Linked DNA regions of Mus musculus: regions 1 and 3 are each linked to region 2. The links are chromatin contacts, called in public ChIA-PET and promoter capture Hi-C maps. All regions are on one chromosome and are shown on one strand. The core of a region is the stretch at or near the end of the contact, and the rest is flanking DNA. Distances in the headings are between cores, read along the strand shown.

What was found. Promoter capture Hi-C pulls out the DNA fragments that hold promoters and counts their contacts. ChIA-PET counts read pairs in DNA pulled down with a chosen protein or histone mark.
Region 1: an RNA polymerase II ChIA-PET map of effector CD8 T cells shows a contact between it and region 2, with 11 read pairs. The contact joins the enhancer-like site here to the promoter of Pam16 in region 2. A contact is called at or near these places in 8 of 39 promoter capture datasets (the C10 cell line, the HPC-7 cell line, cranial neural crest and 4 more), 1 of 15 datasets of contacts at CTCF or cohesin (large pre-B cells), 11 of 484 Hi-C or Micro-C datasets (B cells, CD4 T cells, the G1E-ER4 cell line and 7 more), 3 of 115 datasets of contacts at active chromatin or transcription factors (effector CD8 T cells, memory CD8 T cells and microglia) and 3 of 9 other capture datasets (adipose tissue, embryonic stem cells and liver).
Region 3: a promoter capture Hi-C map of liver shows a contact between it and region 2, with 4 times the contacts expected there. The contact joins the enhancer-like site here to the promoter of Pam16 in region 2. A contact is called at or near these places in 17 of 39 promoter capture datasets (the 3T3-L1 cell line, 3T3-L1-derived adipocytes, the C10 cell line and 8 more), 3 of 15 datasets of contacts at CTCF or cohesin (the NIH/3T3 cell line, embryonic stem cells and large pre-B cells), 76 of 484 Hi-C or Micro-C datasets (the AML12 cell line, B cells, the C2C12 cell line and 51 more), 9 of 115 datasets of contacts at active chromatin or transcription factors (bone marrow-derived dendritic cells, embryonic midbrain, embryonic stem cells and 3 more) and 5 of 9 other capture datasets (adipose tissue, embryonic stem cells, liver and 2 more).

Annotation. Positions count from the first base shown.
Region 1 is chr16:4,911,914-4,914,692 of GRCm38.p6, reverse strand. Mgrn1 (mahogunin, ring finger 1) reads right to left here. Exons shown (of 17, transcript NM_029657.4): 5 at 886-1,003. Among named protein-coding and RNA genes, the nearest start is that of Nudt16l1, 26 kb to the left of the region's middle. Within about 2 kb of position 1,457, at least 249 of the 459 cell types and tissues checked have an H3K27ac peak or open chromatin away from gene starts, as enhancers often do. A contact at or near this core is called in B cells, the G1E-ER4 cell line, the HPC-7 cell line and 11 more, where this site is marked.
Region 2 is chr16:4,623,273-4,626,259 of GRCm38.p6, reverse strand. Pam16 (presequence translocase-asssociated motor 16 homolog (S. cerevisiae)) reads left to right here and starts at 1,314. Exons shown (of 5, transcript NM_025571.1): 1 at 1,314-1,409. The coding sequence starts at 1,407. It also overlaps a transcript of Glis2 not described here.
Region 3 is chr16:4,302,975-4,305,773 of GRCm38.p6, reverse strand. It overlaps Adcy9 (adenylate cyclase 9), which reads left to right. Exons shown (of 11, transcript NM_009624.3): 7 at 1,189-1,397. Among named protein-coding and RNA genes, the nearest start is that of Gm36359, 20 kb to the right of the region's middle. Within about 2 kb of position 1,448, at least 5 of the 459 cell types and tissues checked have an H3K27ac peak or open chromatin away from gene starts, as enhancers often do. A contact at or near this core is called in bone marrow-derived macrophages and liver, where this site is marked.

The DNA of each region.
Region 1 (2,779 bases), core at 208-2,707, 290 kb before region 2:
TCCCAGGAAACACTCTCAGCTCCTGCTTGTTCCTGTCACAAAGCTTTACAGCCTACCCAGTCTCCAGAACCCTCTTGGTATCTCAGGGGAGCACACGCATTTCCATGTATTCTCACTAAGGAGTTACACAATTCCTTTTGTGTTTGGAAGCAGGATACAGGCAATAGAGGGGGTAGCAGCAGATGGCCATGTGGGCAGTCACAGCATCAGGTTGGGCAGGGACACTGGAACCACTGGAACCATCATCACCCAGGACAGCATTTCCCACAAATTGGGACATAAGAAAGCAAATGACCTTCCTGGGTTACTGCCTTGCTCTGAAATGTGGTCTTGTGTAAGCCTGCACCACTCAGAGAAGCCACTCCAGAATGCTCCTGCTGATGCTGATGTTGGCAGTTTGCTGCCCTCACAAGGTCATAAACTAAGACCAAGGAGAGCCTCTCATACAGGAACTGCTTGTTTAGGTGTTAGTCAGGTAAGCTAGCTACAAGAGCAGAGCTCCACCCACCCCCATGCAAGGCTGGAAGCAGACCAGCAGCAAGCCTGGGTGCACTGGGCTCTCTTGTGCTCCGAGCGGTCTCCAAGCATTCATTCTCTTCTCAGCTACACTCCGCATCCTGGAAGGAGGCAGCTGGGCTGGGTGAACTCCGCACAGAACCAGACAGAACCAGTGGCTGTGGTCCTGTCCTCCCCTCGCTCCATCGCATTCCCATTCTTGCAGAGCTCCCTCTGAGTAGCCCAGGAAAGTGACAGTGGAAGGGGAAACATTCCCACCACCAGAGGGAGCCAGAGGACGCTGCTTGTTTTTTTTATTTTCACATTATATGTGCGTGGGTGTTTGACCTGCAAGTACGTCTGTGCACCACTCGAGTTCCCCAGGGTTACCTCATCATCCTTCCACTCGGAGAAGTCAATCTTGAAAGAAGGCAGGGAGAACTGCTGGCTAACGCCTCTCTTGTAGTGGACGGTCTCAGATTGCAGAGAAGGGTTCTTACAGCTGTACCTGAGAGCAGCAAAGCAGCCACCTGACTCCTGTGGAGCCATGGGCCCCCCACCCAACCTCCCACCTCCTCTGGTACTCCTCTGAACTGGCAGCCATTTGTTCTATAGGGATTGAAAGCTTCAACCATCCCAGATAGAAACAGGAAGCAGCCAAGTGGCCTCCCTCCCACTGCCAGCTCTGCTCACCCGGAGGCTGCCCAGCCATACTAAGTGGCTATTTCTTCCAGGGCCCATGCCAGCCTGATATCTCTGCTGCCTTCTAGTTGGGAAGAACATGCCCACTAGGTGTTTGGTGCATTCGCTTTTTCTGAATGATCACAGTGCAGCACACCCTGTACCAACCCTTCTTCATAGCTGCTTGCTTCTCTTCTCAGGCATTTCCACATAGTGTGAGGCCTTCGCTTCAATGTGAGTCACGTTATGAAATGTCCTGCCCTCCTCCTGAGTATAATGTTTCCTGAACCTCCATGCTGGTGCACTGAAGCTTTGCTCTAGTGACTCAGAGACTAGCTTCCTTCCTGTCTTGCTAGTTCCCGCAATGCTTCAAAGACCAGCCTTCTCCTTATGCAAAAGCGCATCTCATACCTCAGGCTGACCACTAGGAAACGGAGAGCTGAGCTAGTATCCCCATTCATGAATACAAGCCATGGCCCTCGCTGTTCCCACCCTGACCCATGCTTACTGCCCCAGGGCTTCTCTGGGTCTCTAGGACAAAGGCCACACTCAGAGCCAGGGAAACTGGGTGACGTCCCTGCTGTCCTGACTGTCAGTGCCAGTGTGGGAGGGAGCCCCACAGGGAGGTCCAGCCTGGATGTGGTGAAAAGGCCAGCCCAAGACAGGAATCTCAGTACTCTAGCCTTTAATTATATGCTGTGGGACCCCAGAACCACAGAAAGTTAAGGGGGCAGGAAAGGAACAGGAGGGCTTCCTGTCCTGCAGCTCAGGACACAGAATTCCTGCTGGCTGTGTTGAGTCCCAAGCACAGCACCTCAGGCCTGGAGCCTCCTCTTTCTCTGACTTGGTGATCTGGTGATGGTGTCAGGCAAGCCAGTTAACTGGAAGGCAAACAGGCCTCACGCAGGTCTCAGAAAAACGTCTACCAGGACAGAATCTCTGAGAAGCCATGTTTAGCTGGCCATCTATCTAGCCCATCTGGTGGCAGCAGGACCCTGTTCTTACATATCTCATAGAACAAAACAGAACTGTTGATCTGGATGGGCTGGGGTGGGCGCCCACTGCACTGAGGTCCCGCCCACTGCACTGAGGTCCCGCCCACTGCACTGAGGTCCCGCCCACTGCACTGAGGTCCCGCCCACTGCACTGAGGCCCTCACCTCCTCTGGAGCAGCTCCAAAGCACCTGCCCAGAATCCAGGGCTCATCTGCTATGGTAGCTCCTCCCAGGACAACTCAGAAACAGGAGCTCTTCCCAACTGTCATCATACTGGAAGCCCAGAGAGGCTAGCACAGCACACGGGTCATACTGCCTGTAGCAGGTTGGTAGTTCACCCCAGGGCTTGTGCTGGCCACCTGGCTCCTCCCTACTGACAGCCATCACACACTGGAGCGCTGTTACATTACCTCAGGCCACAGTGGAACCTCTAAGAACCACGTGTGAGAAGTCATCATCTTCCTACTTGTGTAGCACCACTCAGGGAGTCAGTTGATGACCCAGTGCCCAGTCCTGAGTCTTACAGGAAAGCCTCGAGTTTTCTTAGCCAGCAGCTAGCTGTGAACAGCTATTCACACAAAGTACCCAAAGCAGCTGAACTCCCCAAA
Region 2 (2,987 bases), core at 65-2,564:
AGGCAGCCGTCCCGGTGCTTGATAGCTAGGAGTAAAGGCATAAATGTCCTGCTCACTGTGAGTGCCTACTCTAGTAGGAGACATAGCAATGATAATAAATGTTAAAAAAAAAAAGAAGAATTATGTCATAGAGCAGTGTCTCTCATCCTTCCTAATGCTGCAGCCCTTTGATACAGTTCCTCATGTTGTGAACCCCAATCATAAAAAATACTTTCATTGCTACTTCATAACTGTAGTTTTGGTACTGTTATATATCACAATGTAAATATTTCTGGAGGTAGAAATTTGCCAAAGGAGTTAAGATGCACAAATTGAGAACTAAGGGGAAAAAAGGAAGCATGAAATGATAATGGAGTCACAAGACCATGTGTTGTTCCGATTCTGAGTCTGTGGACTGTTGAGGAGAAACCCAGACACAAAGTACAGATGAGTAGATTTCAAAGTAGGGACGTGCGTGGCTGCTGGGCAAGAACTGGTCTGATCTGGATGTTGGTCATGGCAAAACTGAACTGTACACTCCAAAAGGTGGAACTGCTTGGTGTGTGAATTACGGCTGTCTTGATGGAACTGTCCCAACACACAGACACACAGACCAGAGAAGGTCTTGTGAGGACTTGACGAGAAGCCTTTGCAAACCAAGCAAAGAAGCTTGACTAGAGACCAAACCTGGCATAAAGATTCCAGAAGCAGCTGGGCAGTGGTGGCGCACGCCTTTTGATACCAGCACTCAGGAGGCAGAGACAGGCAGAATGCAATGAATTCAAGGCCAGCCTGGTCTACAGAGTGAGTTCCAGGACAGCCAGAGTTACACAGAGAAACCCTGTCTCAAAAAAAACAAAACAAACAAAAATCAGAAAAGAATAAACTAAGCATCTGATGTTTAAAGGACACCTCAGACCTTTGAAATCAGGACAGCGTGCTGGGCATGCCACTGTAGTAGGGGACTTGGTGGCCCTCACTGAGGAGATGGCATTAGATTACAAAGTTGACTGAACATGGGCAGAAACAGTTCCTCAGGCGTCTAGGAAAGAGCTTCACCAGAAGGGGCAATGTGAAATAAATCCTATTTTGAAATACCTGGTTCTCTTAAATATTCTAGCGATTTTAACATCCAACCCTATTATACTCTGGTTTATTTCATATGATAGCTTCTTCCTAAGTGTTTTGGGAAAATGAAGGGAAGGCCACCAAACTGCACCAAGTCTGGGGCCGCCCACTGGTCCTCTGGCCCCGAGGCAGGCTCCGCCCACATGCGCGGTGCCGCGAGAGTCACGCCTCTGGAAACGCGTCGCGTCCTTGCGCACGCGCTCTCCGGTCTCCCTTGACCTCTGACCCACCAGCAACCCTTGAGCTGGTCCCACTGGGTCGGGAAGCGGCACCCGTCCCCCTAAAGTGGAGCGTCCGCCATGGTGAGGCCCGGGATGGGGTGTTCGGGAAGGGAGGTCAAATCGGAGTCCAGCAGCGGGCTCTGGTCCTGATGCCGTGAGCCCCCCGGGTTCCTCACAGGAAGCAGAGTCTGTAGCGTGGCGCCCGGTCGGTCGTTGGTGCCCGGGCAGTGACGACCGCGGACCGGGGAATCGAGGCTCGGTTGGCGGAAAGCTCCCGGCCAATCCCGGCCTGTGCGTTCCCTGCCTCGGCGTGCGCGGTCCGCTGTGGGCAGTGGGAGGAGACGGTCGTTGACTGGGCCGGCTCCTGAGTGGCAGGACTCGGCGATATTGGTGTTGTGTCGCTTGGCTTTTAACCGCGTTTGACAGTTGGCTCATCCAAGGAAGTGGTAGACCTGAGACTTGCTAGAATTGAAACCAGAAAGGCTGAGCGTTTTGGCACCATTGGCACCTGAAAGTTGCCCGCAGGTTCTTGAGATTTGCCCCTAAGTGATTGGAAGGTTAGGGAAGCCTATTTATCTGTTTGTTTGAGACTAAGTACCACTATGTATATAGATAGTGTGGCTCGCCCGGAACGCCCTATGTGCTCAAGCTGGCTTTAAACTCACTGAGATCCTTTTGTCTCTGCCTCTGGCTCCCAAGGGCTGGCAGTAAAGGTGTGCGCCATCTCACCCAGCTGGGAGCATCTTCCTTGACCATGGGAAAGTAGGTAGTAGTTAACCGCTCACAATGCGTTGTCTGGAGCTGAAGCTTTATGTAGATTGTCATTTAAGCCTTCTCAATCGTCCCCATTTTAATTTAAGGGATTTGAAGCTCAGAGAATTTGACTTTTCCAAGCTCATCTTTCCCACAAGAGTCAGTTTGGCCCCAGCTTTGTTCGTGTTCTGTTCTGAGACTAAACATTTGCCACTATATTATTCCTTGTAATTAGGTCGCTGCCATTTAGTAAGAACCTTTGTTGGTTCCTCGTGGAACTCGGTCTTTAGCGTGCATTCTCCACATTCCACCTTGAACTTACCTCAGCTGCTCGTGTAAGGCTTATACTTGTAAACCCAGCACTTGAAAGGCTGGGCCAGGAAGATCAGGAATTTGTGAGTTCCAGGGCAACTTTAGTACATAGGGCTGAGAGTATAGCTCAGTGTTGCAGTGCTTGCCCACCACAGGTAAAAGGCCTTAAATCCATCCCCAGATGGATTTCTCATCCAAAAGAGGATGAGAAAGTACTGTTGGAAGGTGAGGTAAGAGGAGCCTAGAAGATTACCCCTGGGAGTCCGATTATGTCTAATTTTGTCAGGTCCTTAGGAATGGCCCAGGTTTGGGTTGGGGTACTGTCATGCTTTATAACTCAAACCCTCCTGCCTCCGCTTCCCAAGGACACTACTACCACCATGCCTTGGCAGTGTTGAGTCTCTGACAGTGTCTAGATAGGAAGGAGGTCAGTGCAGTGCATCAGAGGTGGGGCACTGTGCAAGAACTGGGCCCCCGCCAGAGCCTTTCCTCAGCATTGGAGGCATACAGAAATCCTGCCTGGGGAGTGGACTGTATGAGACTGTAGCTTTGACCAAACAGAGCTAAGAGTGACTTGATTAAAGTGTTGATTCA
Region 3 (2,799 bases), core at 199-2,698, 320 kb after region 2:
GAAAGGAAGTTTCCCTAAACTGAAGGGAGGTCGCATGCCTCTCCCTCCCACGGACCTCCAGCCTCCTTCGTCCCTGAATCCTGAAGCCCCATCAACTGTGTGCCATGTCCTTCTTTCACCACAGCCCCAGGATTGACATTCTGTATCTTCCTCCTGAGACAGGCCTGGGGCACACATGGGAGTCAGCTCATCTGGCTGCAGCCCACTGTGGCTTCTCACCCCATGTTCTTTGGGATAGCCACTTTGGGCCTTCATCTACACATAGGAGCCTTGTCTCCTATTCCTCTGTTGGCTGTAGAGACCTCTGACTGGGGTGGCACCTCTCTGTAGGGCCTACAGGGGTATGGAACTGGTCACGTTCTGGACACATCATGTGATAGCAGTTTCCTTCTCCCAAATTCCCTGGCAATATGCATGTGCCTCTTTAGTAACTACCACACCATGCCCATTTCTTGTGTCTGTCAGTCCACGATCAGGTGCCCGTCCTTTCAAGCTTTGTTTCATGCCCACCCTGCACCCAACCAGCCCAGAGATACACAGGCTTGCTCCCTTAAAAAAAATTACATAGTTTATTTGCTTTTTATTTCACGTTTGCTTTGCCTTCATGTATGTATGTGCACCACACGTGTGCCTGGTGCCTGTAAAGGACAGAAGAGGATATTGGATCCCTGGGGACTGAAGTTATGGATCGTTTTGAACCACCATGCATGTGCTGGAAGTCACACCAGGTCCTCTGGAAGAACAACAGGCACTCTTAACCCCTGAGCCTTCTCTCCAGCCTGGAAGGCTCTCCTAATAAATGTCATATACTCTCATTTCACACACAGAGGCCTTCCTCAGCTGCTGCTGCTGCTTACATATCTACCTGTCTTCTGGTGAAGTTTTCACATCCCTCCGTTCCCTGGAAGCCCCATCACCTCCTGCCTTTCCAGATGTGCCTTTCCAGATGTGTTCTCCTGGGCTCTCAGGAGTGACTGTGTAAATGTGTGTGAGAGTCTTACAACCTCTTGCTATGTGACCCTCGGCAAGTTTCGTAACGGAGATGACCCGTGTGAACCATATGCCTCTGCCTGGTCTGGACACTGTACTCCCTGGCCATCTGCCTGGTCTGGACTTGTCCCTCCACACTGTACTCCCTGGCCATCTGAGGACAGGTCAGCTCATCCCATCCTCTCCTGTTCTAAACAGGTCATAAAGAATTCTCCTGTGAAGACGTTCGCCAGTGCCACCTTCAGCTCCCTTCTGGATGTGTTTCTGTCAACCACCGTGTTCTTGATTCTCTCCATCACCTGCTTCCTAAAGTATGGAGCCACCGCCACCCCTCCCCCACCGGCTGCCCTGGCCGTCTTTGGTGCAGACCTGCTGCTGGAGGTGCTTTCCCTCATAGTGTCCATCAGGTATGCTCCAGTTGGAGAAGTGGCTCCAATGCTTAGCCTCTAGCTCCCTCTTCTGGCTTCATGGTTAAAGGCAAACTGATTAACCAGGTGTTCAATGAGAATAGAACTTCATTCCCTCCCTCTCACCCCATTTCAGGGCACTGACCTTCACCCCACACTGGTGGCACACTAGAGGGTCAGCCGCCCTTCAGCCCAGCTGATGCCAGATCTAAATTAGAGATTAAAAGGAGAAGTGAGGGCTGGAGAGATGGCTCAGCGGTTAAAAGCACTGACTGCTCTTCCAAAGGTCCTGAGTTCAAATCCTAGCAACCACCTGGTGACTCACAACCATCCGTAATGGGATCTGATGCCCTCTTCTGATGTGCATGAAGACAGCTACAGTGTACTTAGATATAATAATAAATAAATCTTTTTTAAAAAAGGAGAAGTGAGAAGTTCAGAAAGAAGAAAGGGGGGAGGAAATGCAAAGGGAGCATATAACAGATGGGAGCAGAGAGCGAGCCTCTGCTAACCTAAGGGTCAGGCTAGCCCAACCAAGGAAGTTGTCAGTTTCCGAGCTTGGAAGGCAGTACTTAGAGATGACAGCAGTGTGTAAGCAACAGGAAGAACAGGGAAGCTGGACCTTGTAGATGTGTACACACGCCGTGGTACATAGACTACTGTCAAAGCAGGCACAGTGGCACAATCCCAGCACGTGGGAGATGGAGGCAGGAGGATCAAGAGTTCAAAGCCACTTTAGTTGTTTAGCAAGTTCAAGGCTACCTGGACTACACAGACCAAAACAAACAAAGATAGCCTAACATGGAAAGAGAAAACCTAAAACAGCGGGGAGGAATATGGATCACATCTGGAACAAGGATCTAATATCCGTAGTGTATCAGGTTGATACTGCTCAGTCATATAAAGACAAGCCAGCCCCCTTCCTTTATTTTTTTAATTGAAAATATTTTTTCATACACTATAGTCTGATCATGGTTCCCACTCCCTCAGCTCCAAGCCTTCTTCCCCTCTCTTTAGAAAACAAACAGACCAAAAAAGGAGGGCTCAAAAAAGAAAGGAAAAGCACTAGAAATATATAAGCATTGAGTTCATTTTGTGCTGGCCATGCACTGCTGGGCATGGGGCTACCCGTAGGTGTGGTTTATGGACCTAGTGAGACTCCATCGGAGAAAACAATGTTCCCTTTGCAAACCGCTGTCAACTGCAGAGAGCTTCTTGATTAGATGGGAGCTCTTGTCCACTTCCCCTCTCAGATTTGGGACCCCATCTGACTTGGACATGCGCAGGCCCTGCCATCATCATCTCTGTGAGTTCATGTGTGCGTCGGTCCTGTTGGCTCTGGAATCGTCCATTCCCTCTGAATCTTACAGTCTTCCCACCCTGTCTTCTACACAGCTCCCTG